2 separate regions of the Mus musculus genome follow, and region 2 is linked to region 1. Evidence: chromatin contacts called from public ChIA-PET data. All regions are on one chromosome and are shown on one strand. Each heading gives the region's core, a stretch centred on a gene start, on an enhancer-like site or on the middle of the called end of the contact. The rest is flanking DNA. Distances are from core to core; before and after follow the strand shown. Region 1 holds the start of Klf13 (Kruppel-like factor 13). Region 2 has its middle 31 kb from the start of Gm45988.

Evidence for each region. ChIA-PET counts read pairs in DNA pulled down with a chosen protein or histone mark.
Region 2: an RNA polymerase II ChIA-PET map of memory CD8 T cells shows a contact between it and region 1, with 1,135 read pairs. The contact joins the enhancer-like site here to the promoter of Klf13 in region 1. A contact is called at or near these places in 5 of 115 datasets of contacts at active chromatin or transcription factors (the SCID.adh cell line, bone marrow-derived macrophages, double positive thymocytes and 2 more) and 3 of 9 other capture datasets (adipose tissue, liver and macrophages).

What each region holds. Positions count from the first base shown.
Region 1 is chr7:63,935,150-63,942,289 of GRCm38.p6, forward strand. It overlaps Klf13 (Kruppel-like factor 13), which reads right to left and starts at 3,766. Exons shown (of 2, transcript NM_021366.3): 1 at 2,818-3,766. The coding sequence starts at 3,397.
Region 2 is chr7:64,096,777-64,103,390 of GRCm38.p6, forward strand. No RefSeq gene overlaps it. Among named protein-coding and RNA genes, the nearest start is that of Gm45988, 31 kb to the right of the region's middle. Within about 2 kb of position 5,060, at least 25 of the 459 cell types and tissues checked have an H3K27ac peak or open chromatin away from gene starts, as enhancers often do. A contact at or near this core is called in the SCID.adh cell line, double positive thymocytes and memory CD8 T cells, where this site is marked.

The DNA of each region.
Region 1 (7,140 bases), core at 2,516-5,015:
GGAGGAATCTATTCAGGGTATCTGAAAACTGAGTGACCCACCACCATTCCACCGCAGGCCTACCGGCCATGCAGGAATATCCAGATTGGGGTGGGGTAGGGGAGTTTGCTGCTCAAAGAAGTAGACCTTCTGAAAATTTTCATATTCCCACCTTGAACCCCCCAGCCTCCAAAGCAACGTGCTCCTCCAAAAGTAAGGTCACCAAACTCCCCAAATATGGGCTGAGAGGTTCCAATTAAGTAAACAAGTGGCCTGGGTTGTTGCGTTTCTTTGTTCTATTCATTTGCTCTAACACTGACTACAGAAATGTAGGCAATGGTCCAAGAGACTACTAGGGAGGGAGGGGTCATCACCTTGTAGCTAAGCAGGAGGGGCAGCTCTTTGCAAAGGACATCCATACCAGAGGAAACCCTTTGCTAGGGACCCTTGGTCTTCCGAAAGGCACTAAACATCCCAGCTTTCCAAGTGGCCAGGCACAAGCCACCAAACCACAGCGAGGCTTGGGAAAATTGCCGGCTACCTTTAGCTAAAGCGGTGAAAATTATCACTCCTGCCACTATTATTCTCGAGGGGGGTATTCGGGTGGAGCAGATGTGGCAAGGCATCAGTCAGCCAGTACCCTACTAAGTAAGATCCACAAACCAAACCGCCCCAGAGCCAGAGCCTACTCGGAAGTCCTGAGAAGATTAAGTCACTCCCTGGGACCATCTTGCTGAATCCTTTCTGTGCCCAAGAAACACCCTGTCTCTTAAGAACATGAGTTACTTAAGCGCTTCAAGGTCTAGCAATGGCTTCCCAGGGCTTCCCGGATTAGAGGCAGAACCAGACTCCACCCAGGAGCAGGCATCTGAAATGGGCAACTCTCATCATCAGACTCACCTGGGTACCAAATAAGATGCAGCCTAGACATCTACAGGCCTCCCTAACCCCGCTCTCAAGAGGGCCTGGAACCTTACAACCCCAGAGGTGCAGCCTCCCTCCCTCGGCACATATGGAGAGCGGCTCCGATTACCTACTCTTAAAACAAACCGAATAGCACACTATTGGCACTAAAAAGAAGGCCGACTCTATTCTTTCTACCTGCTCTGAGTTTCCTGGCGCTCCGAAGAGAATGGCTCCCTTTCCATTACGGAAGATGCGGTCCCCAGCGCCCCCAAACGTTTTCTAAACGCCAACTGAGACTGAAAGGAGGAGCGAGCCAAAAAGGAAAAACATCTTGGACCCAACCCGCCCACGACATCCAGCCCCTCCCCTCAGGCAAGCCCTCTGCATTTCACCAGATCGGCTACCGGGTGCTGCAAGTGGGAAACCACGGTGAAATATTCTGCACCAAGATTTCTCAATTCGATAGTTCGCCGAACACCCCCGCCCCAACTCAGCACTCTTGGTCCATCAAGTTCTGAACCAAGCTCTCTGCTCCTCCCCCATGGCCACACCCACCCCAGCAGCGGCTTTCCCGAGCAGAACTGGGAACCCTACACAAACCCCACCCACCTTCTGGGCTCACAGACCATTAATTTCGACTCCGAATGCCGGGAGATGACAGTCTTCACTCAATCCCATCACCTGCCACGTGGTTTGAGGGACCACAGATAAGGGCTGAGGACCCCCCCCCCAACCCCCGGCCTCTATAGAGAAAGTTCTGACACCTCCCTGGCCTAGAGCTCCGGCTCGTTCCATTATGAACACACGGGCCTTGAGCTCTAGTCTCCACGACTTGCATGTCTAGAGCTTCTCGGTCGGTCACTTAACTGTTAGCAACAACAACAACGAAAAGAACAGACCCCGGTAACAAAGTAACGGAATTAAGTATTTTTTGCAGTGAACTTGAGAGTTAACTGTTACGAAAGAGTTTCTGTGAGCTCAAAAAAGGAAAAAACAACAACAAAAAAACCCCAACCAACCCTAAATGTTTGTGTTAACACCAAAAATGGAGGGGGGAAGTCGGACTTCGACATCAACTACCAAGAGTCGAGCTGCGAAGCGGTCCCCGGAAACCAGAGAGGCGAGTGACCTCACGCCATCCCAGGTTTCAGGCTCAGGCCGGCCGCCCTGGTACAGGTGCCACCTGCCTGCACACAGCCCAAGAGCAAGTGAGAGTTGGATCAGAAAGGTCAGTGAACGGAGCGCGCCTTCCTAGAGCAAGCGCAGCCCCCTGCGGCCGGGCGCGCCCCCGCCGGCCGGATGGGCTGGGGCTCCCACAAAGAGCCGTGGGGTAGGGAGCGAGGACTGGGACCGCCCCCCGCGTCGGCCAGCGCCGCCGCTGGGTCGGGTTGCGACAAATTAAACCTTAGAGCCCTGGAAAAATTACAGGAAGAAGAGAACGAAGAATGTGCCGAGTGGCTGAAGGGAGCCCTGTCCCCGCGTGAACTTCGCCCGCCCCAGCCGGCCCCTCCCTCGCCAGAGCCCGCCCGGAGGCCTGGGAAGAGGGGTGGCGAGACTCCAGCTCCCCGAGCACCTACGCCCCAAAAGGGAGCGCCGCCTGCCCCCCCCCCCAACCACCTCTAGCGCACCTGCCCGCGCCGCCCGCAGCCCGGATGACGACATCTACCCCCGCGGCCCCGCCCCAAGAGCCTGGGAGGGGGCGTGCCCGATGGGGGCGCGGTCGCCGAGAGGGCGCCGGCTCCAAGCGCCACGGCCAGCGTCACGCGAGGCCAGAGCGCCAGGACAGGGGCGCGGCTGCGATCGCCCTCAGCTCATGGCTCCCCGCCCTCGGCCCCGGCCCCCTCTAGCGCTGGGCCCGAAGCTCTGGGGGCGTGGCCGGTCCCAAGCAGTCCCTAGTCCGCGCGTTCGCGGCGTCCCCGCCGCCCCACTGACCTGTGTGAGTTCTCAGGTGCGCCTTGAGGTGCGAAGATTTCCCGTAAACTTTCTCGCAGCCCGCGTAGTGGCACTTGTGCTTCCTCTGCGGGGACTCGAGGTCCGCGCGGCTCCGGCCTCGCCGACCCCTTTGTCTGAGGCCAGGCTCGCCGCTCCCCGCGGGGCCGGGCTCCTGCTCCAATGCCGCCTCCGGCTCGCTCCACGCGGGGCTGGGGGGCGCGGCCGGCGCGCCTGCTTGTCCCGGGGAGGCGGGCTCTGGGCCGGGTGGCGGCGCAGGGGGCGCAGGCGGCAGGCGGCAGGGGGTCCTCGCCTTGCGCGCAGCGGCCCCTTCTCTGCGTTCCGCGGGGGCGGGCGCCGGCGCCTGCTGGTTGAGGTCCGCTAGGATCCGAGCCACCACGAAAAGCGAGGCGCTGTCCTTGCCGTCGCGGCGCTCGTCAACGCGGGGCAGTGTGGGGGCGGCGGCGGCCGCGCCCTCGGGCCGGGGTTCAGGTCCTTCCCGCGGCTCGTGCACGACTGCGCGGCTGGACATGGACACGAGGCACTCGGCGGCAAAGTGGTCCACATAGGCGGCGGCTGCCATGCTGCGGGCTAGGGCGCGCGGTGCTCTCGCAGGAGTCGTCAGCGGCGCATCCGCACCCACGGCCTCCGGGAGCGGCGGGGGGCGGGGGCGCGGCGCGCCCTCTTCTCCGGCTGGGCTGGGCTGGGCTAGGCTGGGCGCGTAGCCGCTTCTGCCGTCACCCGCGCGGCTCCGCGTCCGCCTGGCCGGGCACTGGAGGGTGAGCGCATGGGGGGCTCCAGTAAGGAGGGTCCGCGTGCGGCGTCAGAGTCGGCCTGTCTTAGGGACGTCGAGCGGAGGCGACGTTAGGCACGACCCCTGCAAGTTGTGGTCGCAGTTCCACCGTGCATTGTGGCAGGCGGGACAGCCTCCGTGCGCGCCGCGGCTCGGTGTGGGCGGACCGGCCCCGGGGGTGGGCGGGGCCGGGGCCACATCTGGACCCGACGTCAGCCCCCAGCCACATCCTGGCGGCGCAGGTTACAGGCGGCAGCGGCCGCAGGGAGCAGCGCGCACGAAGGGGGCGGGGAGCCTGGAGCGCCTCAGGAGGGGCGTGGCCAGTGGTAGACGCGAACTCCATTGGCTCTTGAGTACTTTATGCAGCCAATCCGGTCCTCGAGAGGGTTCTACTGGCCGCGGGACCTGCGCGCGCCAGTGGGCGTGCCCCTGGGCCTGCAAGAGGAGGGGCGGAAATCGGAGCCGGGCGCGCGGCGCGCAGACGCATGACGTCCGAGGGTGGCGGGCCGCTGTGTAGCGGCGCAGGGCTGGGGCGCGTGCCTCCCGCAGCGGGAACCCCGCCGGCCCTTTCCATGCCAGAGCTTTTGTGAGCAGGCAGCAGTGGGTGGCACGAGGATGGCAACACTGAGCAAGACACCCTGTGGTCGCTCCGCCCGCCGGGAGTGCGGGCAAGGTGGCGTATCGGTCCCTATGGGACCTAAGCGGCCGACCTCGCCTATGGGCGGGACATTACCGAGCCTCACCCCACCGCAGCGGAGTTCTCTGGTGGCCGGGTTTGCATTGCCCATCTCCAGCCACCTCCTCACCCCGCTCCTATTGAGCTCCGGTTCTCTACGCAACCTTGGCCCGAGCCTTGTCACCACTGGGGCCGCCCCGCCCCCGCGCGGCCGAACTGCCCTTGAGCCTATGTTAACCTGGCTGATGCAGGACCCACCACTGCCAATGCTGAGGGAGTGAGCTACGTGCTGGGGCTGCGGTCGCGGCTGTTCAGGGAACACGGGGCCCCTTCCTCCCCCTTCCTGCCCCAGGCCTGCTGCCAACTTCTCCAGGCCGCCCCTCTCCCACCGCGGTCCTGGAGGCTTCAAACACCACCAGCTGCGAGGACCCCGCCCAGGGCGCCCCACCCATCCACTGTCTGGGCCTCTGAAGGAAATGCTCCGCTGCGTCCTGCCGGGGCCTTCCAACTAGGCCACCTTGCTCTAAAGTCTAGACACACATTCATGTTCTTTCCTCTCTGAACACTAGGCCATCATCAGAGAGACCCGTAGCTTCCAACTGCCTTTGAACCAATCTTAACACACTCAAAAGACTTTGGCCGCAACTGGCCTCTGACCTGTGAGGGTAGGATCAGCAGCCTCTCCTTTTCATTGTGGATGATACCTTAAAATAAGTCAGCCACCAAGTCAGGGAGACCCGACTGCCGGTTGGTCGACCCCAGTGAGCTAAAGAAGGGTCAGTCACCTCACTACTGGTGAAAATTAAGAACCATGGCTCTGATTTCAAGTTCTTCCCCAAGTTAAATGGGAGCCTAAAATAGAAAAGACTTTGATTTCTGATAATTGAGGAAACTGAACAATTTGGAATTTTCAGTTGTGAAACTTTAGGTTAACGTTTGAACACCCCGAGTGTGAGCACACACCCTGAATTTCCACACCATTGGGCTGCTGTTTTGTGGAGAAGCTGGATCAGGGCTTTGTAGGAGGGTCTCCACTTGGCAGAAAGTAGTCATCTTTGTTCCAGGCAGATTATGTTGATGGCATTTAAGAGACTGTGTCCTGACCAAGTGATGACTCAGATTGCTCCTCTGTTCCCACCACATGCCACAGACAGTCATCTCATTGGGAAAGAGCTGGCCCCTACACTGCCTTTCAGTCCATGCATGTCTTTCTGTCCCTCTGCAGCCAGGGGCATTCTGCAGTACATAAAATACTTTTTGGTTGGGCGTGGTGGCGCACGCCTTTAATCCCAGCACTTGGGAGGCAGAGGCAGGTGGATTTCTGAGTTCAAGGCCAGCCTGGTCTACAAAGGGAGTTCCAGGACAGCCAGAGCTACACAGAGAAACCCTGTCTCGAAAAACCAAAAAAACAAAACAAAAACACAAACAAACAAAAACACTTTTTGGTGGTGTCCTCCACGGTGGACCTTCCTGGGACATACATATTCACTGGACTCCTACATTATAGGTTTCTAGGATAGAACTGCATCAATCAACCCTTCTGACATACCCCATCCAAGCTTTCTTCCTGATGGTCTCCCAAAGGGTTTTCTCCTTTGGATATTATATACAAGAGGCATTACCTTGAGTGGTTTCTTACCAGTTCACTCACCAAGTACAAAATGATTGGGGTCTCAAAATTGAGGCCTTTCTTGTCCCAAACCCAGATAGAAATATCCTAGGGGTACAGCTCTACTCTCCAGTAAATATCTCATAGCTCTAGGTCCATGTTTCTGTGCTAGTAGGATCTTGATAACAATAGTATGGGTAAATGAGATAGGGATGTTTCCTTTTAGCTGGAAAGAAAAGGAGAAACTGAAACAAAACAGATCAGAGTGAACCAAGTGGGAGCAAATGAACCATAAGAGGACTAATGACGGGTGAAGTTTTTTGTGTGACGGTGGTAGTTGTTCCATTTGGAACCTCTGAAACAACCTCAGATATAAGCTAGAAACCTCAACTGTAAGACACGAACATGGACAAGAGCAGAAGAAGCAGCTGCAGCCAGTAAAGCTGAAATGTACCCATAGACCTAAGAAAATGAAAGCCTGAACTAGGAAGGAAAGTTTCCCCACAAGGTTCACAAATGGTGACACTGGATGTGGAAGGGAAAGGGACTTGAACTAAGAATGATGATAAATGATTGTACTAGAGTCTGTTGAGAGATGTTTAGATCGGCTGCCAGCTCCATGTAGCCTCACAGCTTCCTTCCCCTTCCTCTTCCTGAGGAGAGACTGTCTCTATCTAAAGGAGACAGATGAGTCCCCAGCGTCAGAGGCAGTAGTGCGCATGTGCCTACTGATACCTACACACCCCTTTCGGGGATTCCATGGCACAGGGAGCCAGGAGCCTAAAAGAGGCTTTTGGGCTGAGCTAACCAGGCCACAGAGAATGATCAAAACAGTCTGACATCCATAGCTGCTCAAGGATCCAATTAGCACACTACACAGAAGGCCACAGTGAAAGGTGCCACTTGACACAGGACTTCTGATCCATCTCAGTCCTTCCCAGGCAAATAAGAGTGGGCAGCTGAGCTGACATGTCAGGAAACCCTGCATCAGGAAATACAAAGGCACAATAGGGTTGGTTTTTGTTTGGTTTTATTTTTGTTAAGTTGTAGGAAACAAGCCATATAGAGAGAAGTAAACATCAACAATACAGCCAATAATATCAACAGGGAAATGTAAAAGGATACCACAGTCTGCAAAGGGAATGTATGTGTGAAGAAATATTTAGGAGTAAAAGAAAGAGTTCTTGAAGCATTAAAGCAAAGTAGCAAGCATATAAATGACAAAGACTTCAGTGGAAAGACTGAGAG
Region 2 (6,614 bases), core at 3,810-6,309, 160 kb after region 1:
TGTTGATATCCAGCTTTAATCCATGGCAGTCAGGTAGGTTATAGGGTGTTATTCAATTTTGTTGTATCTGGTAAGATTTGCTTTAAGTACTAGTATGTGGTCAATTTTGGAGAAAGTTTTATGAGGTGCTGAGAAGGTATATTTTGTGTGTGTGTTTAGGTGAAATGTTCTGTATATGTTAGGTCCATTTAGTCTATAACTTCAGTTATCCTTAGCATTCTTCTGTTTAGTTTTTGTCTGGATGGATGAGACATCCAGTATTGGTGACAACTGGGTATTGACGTCTTGCCTGATCACTGTGTGAGGGTCAATATGTGATTTTAGCTGTAGTCATGTTTCTTTTTATGATGTCCAGTGCCCTTGAGTTTAATGTATAGTTATTGAGAATTATAATATCCTCTTGGTGGATTTTTCCTTTGATGTGTGTGTAGCATCCTTCCCTATCTCTTTTGATTACTTTTGGTTTGGAGTCTATTTTGTCAGATGTTAAAATGTCTACAAAAGCTTTTCCTTGAGTCCATTTGTTTGGAATATCTTTTTCGATTTTTTTTTTTTTTTTTACCCTGACATGATTTCAATCCATGATGTTACGGTGTGTTTCTTGGATGCAGCAGAAGGATGAATCTGTTTTCGAATCAAATCTTTCTGTTATTTTGTTGCTATGGTGTGGGTTTTTCTTTTGATTTGCTGGTCTGTGATTACTTCTTCCTGTGTTTTCTTAAGTCTGGTAGTCCTCTTCAGGTTGAAGTTTTCTTTCTAGTGCCTTCTTGTAGCGATGGATTTGTAGATAGATATTGTTTCAATTTGACTTTATCATGGAATATCTTGTTTTCTTCACATTGTATGGTAATTGAAAGTTAGGTATAGTAGTTTGGGCTGGAATCTGTGGTCTCTTAGAGTTTGTAGCACATCTAAAACCCTTCTGGCTTTTAGAGTCTCCATTGAGGATTCAGTTGTTATTATACTAGGTCTTCCTTTTTATGTTACATGGTCTTTTCCCTTGCAGTTCTTTTTGTTTGTTTGTTTTTGTTTTTGTTTTTTATTAGGTATTTATTTCATTTACATTTCCAATGCTATACCAAAACTCCCCCACTCGCTCCCCAACCCACTCCCACTTCTTGGCCCTGGCGTTCCCCTGTACTGAGGCAGATGAAGTTTGCACAACCAATGGGCCTCTCTTTCCACTGATGGCTGACTAGGCCATCTTCTGATACATATGCAGCTAGAGACACGAGCTCTGGGAGGTACTGGGTAGTTCATATTGTTGTTCCACCTATAGGGTTGCAGATCCCTTTAGCTCCTTGGGTACTTTCTCTAGCTCCTCCATTGGGGGCCCTGTGATCCATCCAATAGCTGACTGTGAGCATCCACTTCTGTGTTTTCTAGGCCCCGGCATAGCCTCACAAGAGACAGCTACATCTGGGTCCTTTCAGCAAAATCTTGCTAGTGTATGCAATGGTGTCAGCCTTTGGAGGCTGATTATGGAATGGATCCCCGGATATGGCAGTCTCTAGATGGTCCATCCTTTCATCTCAGCTCCAAACTGTGTCACTGTAACTCCTTCCATAGGTGTTTTGTTCCCAATTCTAAGAAGGGGCACAGTGTCCACACTTTGGTCTTCGTTCTTCTTGAGTTTCATGTGTTTAGCAGATTGTATCTTATATCTTGGGTATTCTAAGTTTCTGGGATAATATCCACTTATCAGTGAGTACATATTGTGTGAGTTCTTTTGTGACTGGGTTACCTCATTCAGGATGATGCCCTCCAGGTCCATCCATTTGCCTAGGAATTTCATAAATTCATTCTTTTTAATAGCTGAGTAGTACTCCATTGTGTAAATGTACCACATTTTCTGTATCCATTCCTCTGTTAAGGGGTATCTGGGTTCTTTTCAGCTTCTGGCTATTATAAATAAGGCTGCTATGAACATAGTGGAGCATGTGTCCTTCTTACCGGTTGGAACATCTTCTGGATATATGCCCAGGAGAGGTATTGTGGGATCCTCCAGTAGTACTATATTCAATTTTCTGAGGAACCGCCAGACTGATTTCCAGACTGGTTGTACAAGCTTGCAATCCCACCAACAATGGAGGAGTGTTCCTCTTTCTCCACATTCTCGACAGCATGTGCTGTCACCTGAATTTTTGATCTTAGCCATTCTGACTGGTGTGAGGTCCCATCCTCCTCATCTGTAGCTTCTAAGATCTACATTCCTTGCAGTTCTTAATATTTTTTCTTTGTTCTATATGTTAAGTGTTTTGATTACTCTGTGCCTTTGATCTGTTTTTCTTTTTTTTTTTTTTCCGATCTGTATTTCTTCTTCCTCTATCCCTAGTTTTTATAGAGTTGGTCTTTTCATAGTACAGATTTCCTGGGTCTTTTGTGCCTGACCTTTTGTTTTGTTTTTTGTTTTTTAAGAGTTAACATTGTTGTTTGAGGAATCTATTTCTTTTATCTTATCTTTAATGCCTGAGATTCTCTCTGCTATCTCTTGTTGATGAAAGATTCTCTCTTCCATTCCTGTGGGTAAAGTTTACTACTGAGGTTTTTGTTTGATTTCATAAAATTTTTTATTTCCAATTTTACCTCATTTTGCATTTTCTTTATTGATTTTATTTCTACTTTCCTGTCTTGGACTGTTTTAATCATTTCATTCCACTGTTTGTTGTGTTATCACAGAATTCATTTAAGGATTTATTAAAATCTTCTTTAAGGTCCTTAAACATATTCATTTTAGCTATTTTGAAGTCATTATCTTGTGCTTCAGCTATATTGTATTTCTTGAGGGCCTACTGTAGTATGTTACTGGGTTCTAATGGAGACATATTCTCTTGGGTGTTATGGTTCTGTTTTCATTGGTGTCTAGGCATCTGTGTTTAGGATAATTGTAACTCTAGGTGGTGATATCTGATCTTGTTTTTGTTGAGAGCGTGTTATATTCTTTGGTTTCTATTGCCTTTTCTGGAAGTATGGGGGCTGTGCGATGGTTGGTAAAGAATGCTTCTGAGTCCCTGCCAGGTGTGGCCACTGGGGGTCTAAGGTAGAATGTGTTTCTAGGTGTTGGGAGTGACATGAAAGACACTGTTAGTCTTCCTATGAAGTTGCCATCCCCTTCAGTAATCTGGACCCCTAGGAGCTTTCAGAGACTTAGCCACCAACCAAAATACATACATGGGCTGCTCCGAGACACCCCTTCCCCCATCCCAGGTAAATATGTAGTAGAGGACTACCTTGTATGGCCTCAGTGGGGGAGGATGCTACTAATCTTGTAGAGATTTCATGCCCCAGGGAGGGGAGAGGCCCGGGGAGGGCACAGGCCCAGGGAGGGCACCTCTCAGAGGCAAGGGGGAGGTGGGAGGGGGGAAGAGGAGAAGGGGAAGAACTCTTTGAGGGAGGATCAGGAAGGGGGCAACATTTGGGATGTAAATAAAATAATAATGATGATGATGATGATAATAATAATAATAAAGTGTAGGGTAGGCTAAAAGGCAGTGAGGTAAGAGGGTCCACAGGAAGGAGGAAAACTGGTTCTGCTGAGAGGTTTCCCAGAGTTCCTAGGGAATGGAGACAGAGGAGGGAGGACAGACCTCTGCATGTAGTCTGCTACAGGGCTGGTGATATGATGCCATTCTCTTTCAAAAATGACCCACTCTGCCGTCACAGTGTTTATTCTTGCATCACAGAGCTGATTCTTGACATGCAACTATAATACTTACTTGTGGCATCACAATACTCCAGTGAGCCACCACAATGCTTGTTATTGTGCTAATATGTCATAAATCACAATGAACCATCGAAGGGCTTCATTGTGACATCTCAACATTCCATCTTGACTCAAAATGCTGCAAACTGCCATTGTAGTGCTGTGCCGTTTCATTACAATGTCTTATTGTTTCATCACTATAGTATATTGTGATGCCACAGTGACCCATTGTGGTACACAAATGCTCCCAGTGCCATCGCTATACTCCCGTGCACCATTACAATTTTGCACACAACTCCATTTGCTATCACAGTAGGACACAGTGACATCACAATGCTCCATTGTTTTAACAGAGTGCTCCACTGTGCCATGGAAATGCAGGAGTGTGGTATCACCAAGCTCAGTGGTGACATCATGATCTTTCATTGTGTCATAATGATACTTCATGGTGTCATCACAAAGCCAATGTTGTGATGTCATAATGTTCTCCAGTGTAATCATCTGCTGATTTGTAATATCACAGCACTCCATTTGGCCATCACAGTGATCCATCTGTTGCCATAATGATATAACATCATAGTGACTCATTTTGTCTTCGCGGTGCTGTGTTTTATTATGTAGGTATGCTCCATTGTGCCAACACCACATTCCAAAGCGTGTGTGTCTGCACAAGTAAGTGTATGAAGGCCAGAGGTCTGCCTCAACTGTCATTTTTTCTTGTACTAGTCTGGAACTTGCCAATAGGCTAGATTGTCTATATGCTCCTGTTTCTGCCTCTTGGAGCTGGGATTACAAGCACTCATTACCACTCCTGACTTTTTAAATGTGGGTCCTGGAGATGGGACTCCCATCTTATGCTATCAGAGCTGTCTCCTAAGACTCACAACGCTGTGTTTTTTTGTTTTATTCACAACTAGTTGCAAAGACTTTGTTTATCTTCCCAGGCTATTTTTTTCCCTCATTGCTCAAACTGAGTAAATTTCATTAGTCCATTTGCATTTTCACATAAGTTCCTTGAGTGGATTGTTATCCCTTTTGCAGTAGCTTTTCAGTTTTGTAATTAGCACTTGGTTATTTTTATAATTCCTGTTTCCTTGTTGAGGTTTCGTTTGCAATTAATTACTGAATCAGTTTTGATCATGACTGCTTAAAATGTTTCTATTAAATAATTCTAAGACCTGATTCTTTCTTCTCAGTGCTATAGTTGATTACTCTTTTTTCCAAATTTCAGTGTTCTTGGTTCTTAGTATGCTGGATGTTTTTGTCATTGTAGTGTGAAAGGCTGACTCTTCTCTGAGGACAACCCAGACCACACCTAACTTTTCTCTATTTGTAGTTATGCTGTTAGGTTCAGCAGTGCAGGTGTGACCTGCTTTGTGGGCTGCGGTTGCCTGACATCTGATTTTCAGAGCCTTTGTGGTGCTGTGTCTGTTTGCCTGTTTTTGTTTTTGTTTTTCTCATGTGTCTTGCTCTCCCATGGGTTCCTTTGGGTGCTGCTTGAGAACTCAGAAAGACCCTTTTCAGCCCCAGCTGTTGTTTCTAGAAGGAAGAACTGTCCAGCCTTAAGAGGCCAAGTGTTCTTCCTGGGCTCTGCACTTGTGCAGGGAAGGAACACTTGTTTTGTGGCTGCGTTTATCTTGACTGCACTGTTCACTATCTGGTGTCACAGTCCTGGAGGGACAAAGATGTTTCCTGGGATGAGCTCTTGACAAGGTGAAATCCTCTTTGCCGATGCAGGCCACCTCTGTTCTTTCAGGGCATCTCCCATGCCATGAAATGAGAGGTGGGGCGGTGTCCTTGGACTTGCTGGGGAAGGAAAGCCCTTCCACAGGGTGCTGATCACCAGCAGGGTCTCTGATCAGCTCGCCTACATTTCTGCTGCCGTTGATGGCTTTGCTGATTGCGTTGGTTACTTTTGTGCGGTTGTACTGGTCTCTGTTGTGATTTGAATATTGAACATTCCCCACAGAGTCATGAATACAGATGGTGGTGCTGTTTTGGAAGGTTGTCTATTGTAGATGGTGGGGCTTCACTGCAGGAAATGAGTTACAGTGAATCTTGAGGTTTTTATAGCCTGGCCACACTTTCTGTCCTCTCTCTGCTTCCCGACTACGGTTACAAGGGTTCTAGGTACCCACCCTACTGTAGGTAGCCATGCTTTCATCATGGTGGACTATATCCCTTCAAAACCGTAAGCTAAATTCAGGCCTGCAAGATGGCGCCAGGAGTAATGGCTTTGGCTGCCAAGCTCCCAAACCAGAGTTTGATTTTCAGAACCCACGTGAAAAGAACTGACTCCAGCAAGTTGTCCTCTGACTTCACATGCACGCTGTGGTATAGGCACAGAAGAGAGTTCCCATTCCAGAGAGGACGATAACAAGAAAGAAAGAACCAACATAAGACCAAACTCCAGAAGATCAAATCCTACAGCCTCATGTCTGACATTCAGGGCACAGTGTCATCACCAGGGCTCCAACCGTGTTGAGCAGCTTATGTTCCTACATTTATAACATACATGGCCTCTCTCGAGTCTGCTACACCCAGTGCCTAAGCCATCCCTTATTGCAGGATTTTCCCTGTCCAATTACGTTACTGCTGAGGAGGCCTGTGATTGGACAGGGAAAAGGGAGGTGGAGCTAATAGTAGCAGAGACGGAGAGCTCTCAGAGGAGGAGAAAGGAGAATGGAGGCAGATATGAACCAGCGTGGCTTGAACCAGCCACAGTTATGATATAATAAGGTTAGAATAATTGGTATAAAGCTTTTATCATTATCAATTGGCTCTGAAATTATTCTATTGGCACCTTGTAAATTGTGATTTCATCGATACATAAATCTGATTGGTTAAGTATAGCTTTAAGAGTTTTAATTCTACCGGGTAATTGGGTGTTGTGATGGGTGACCATGGGGTG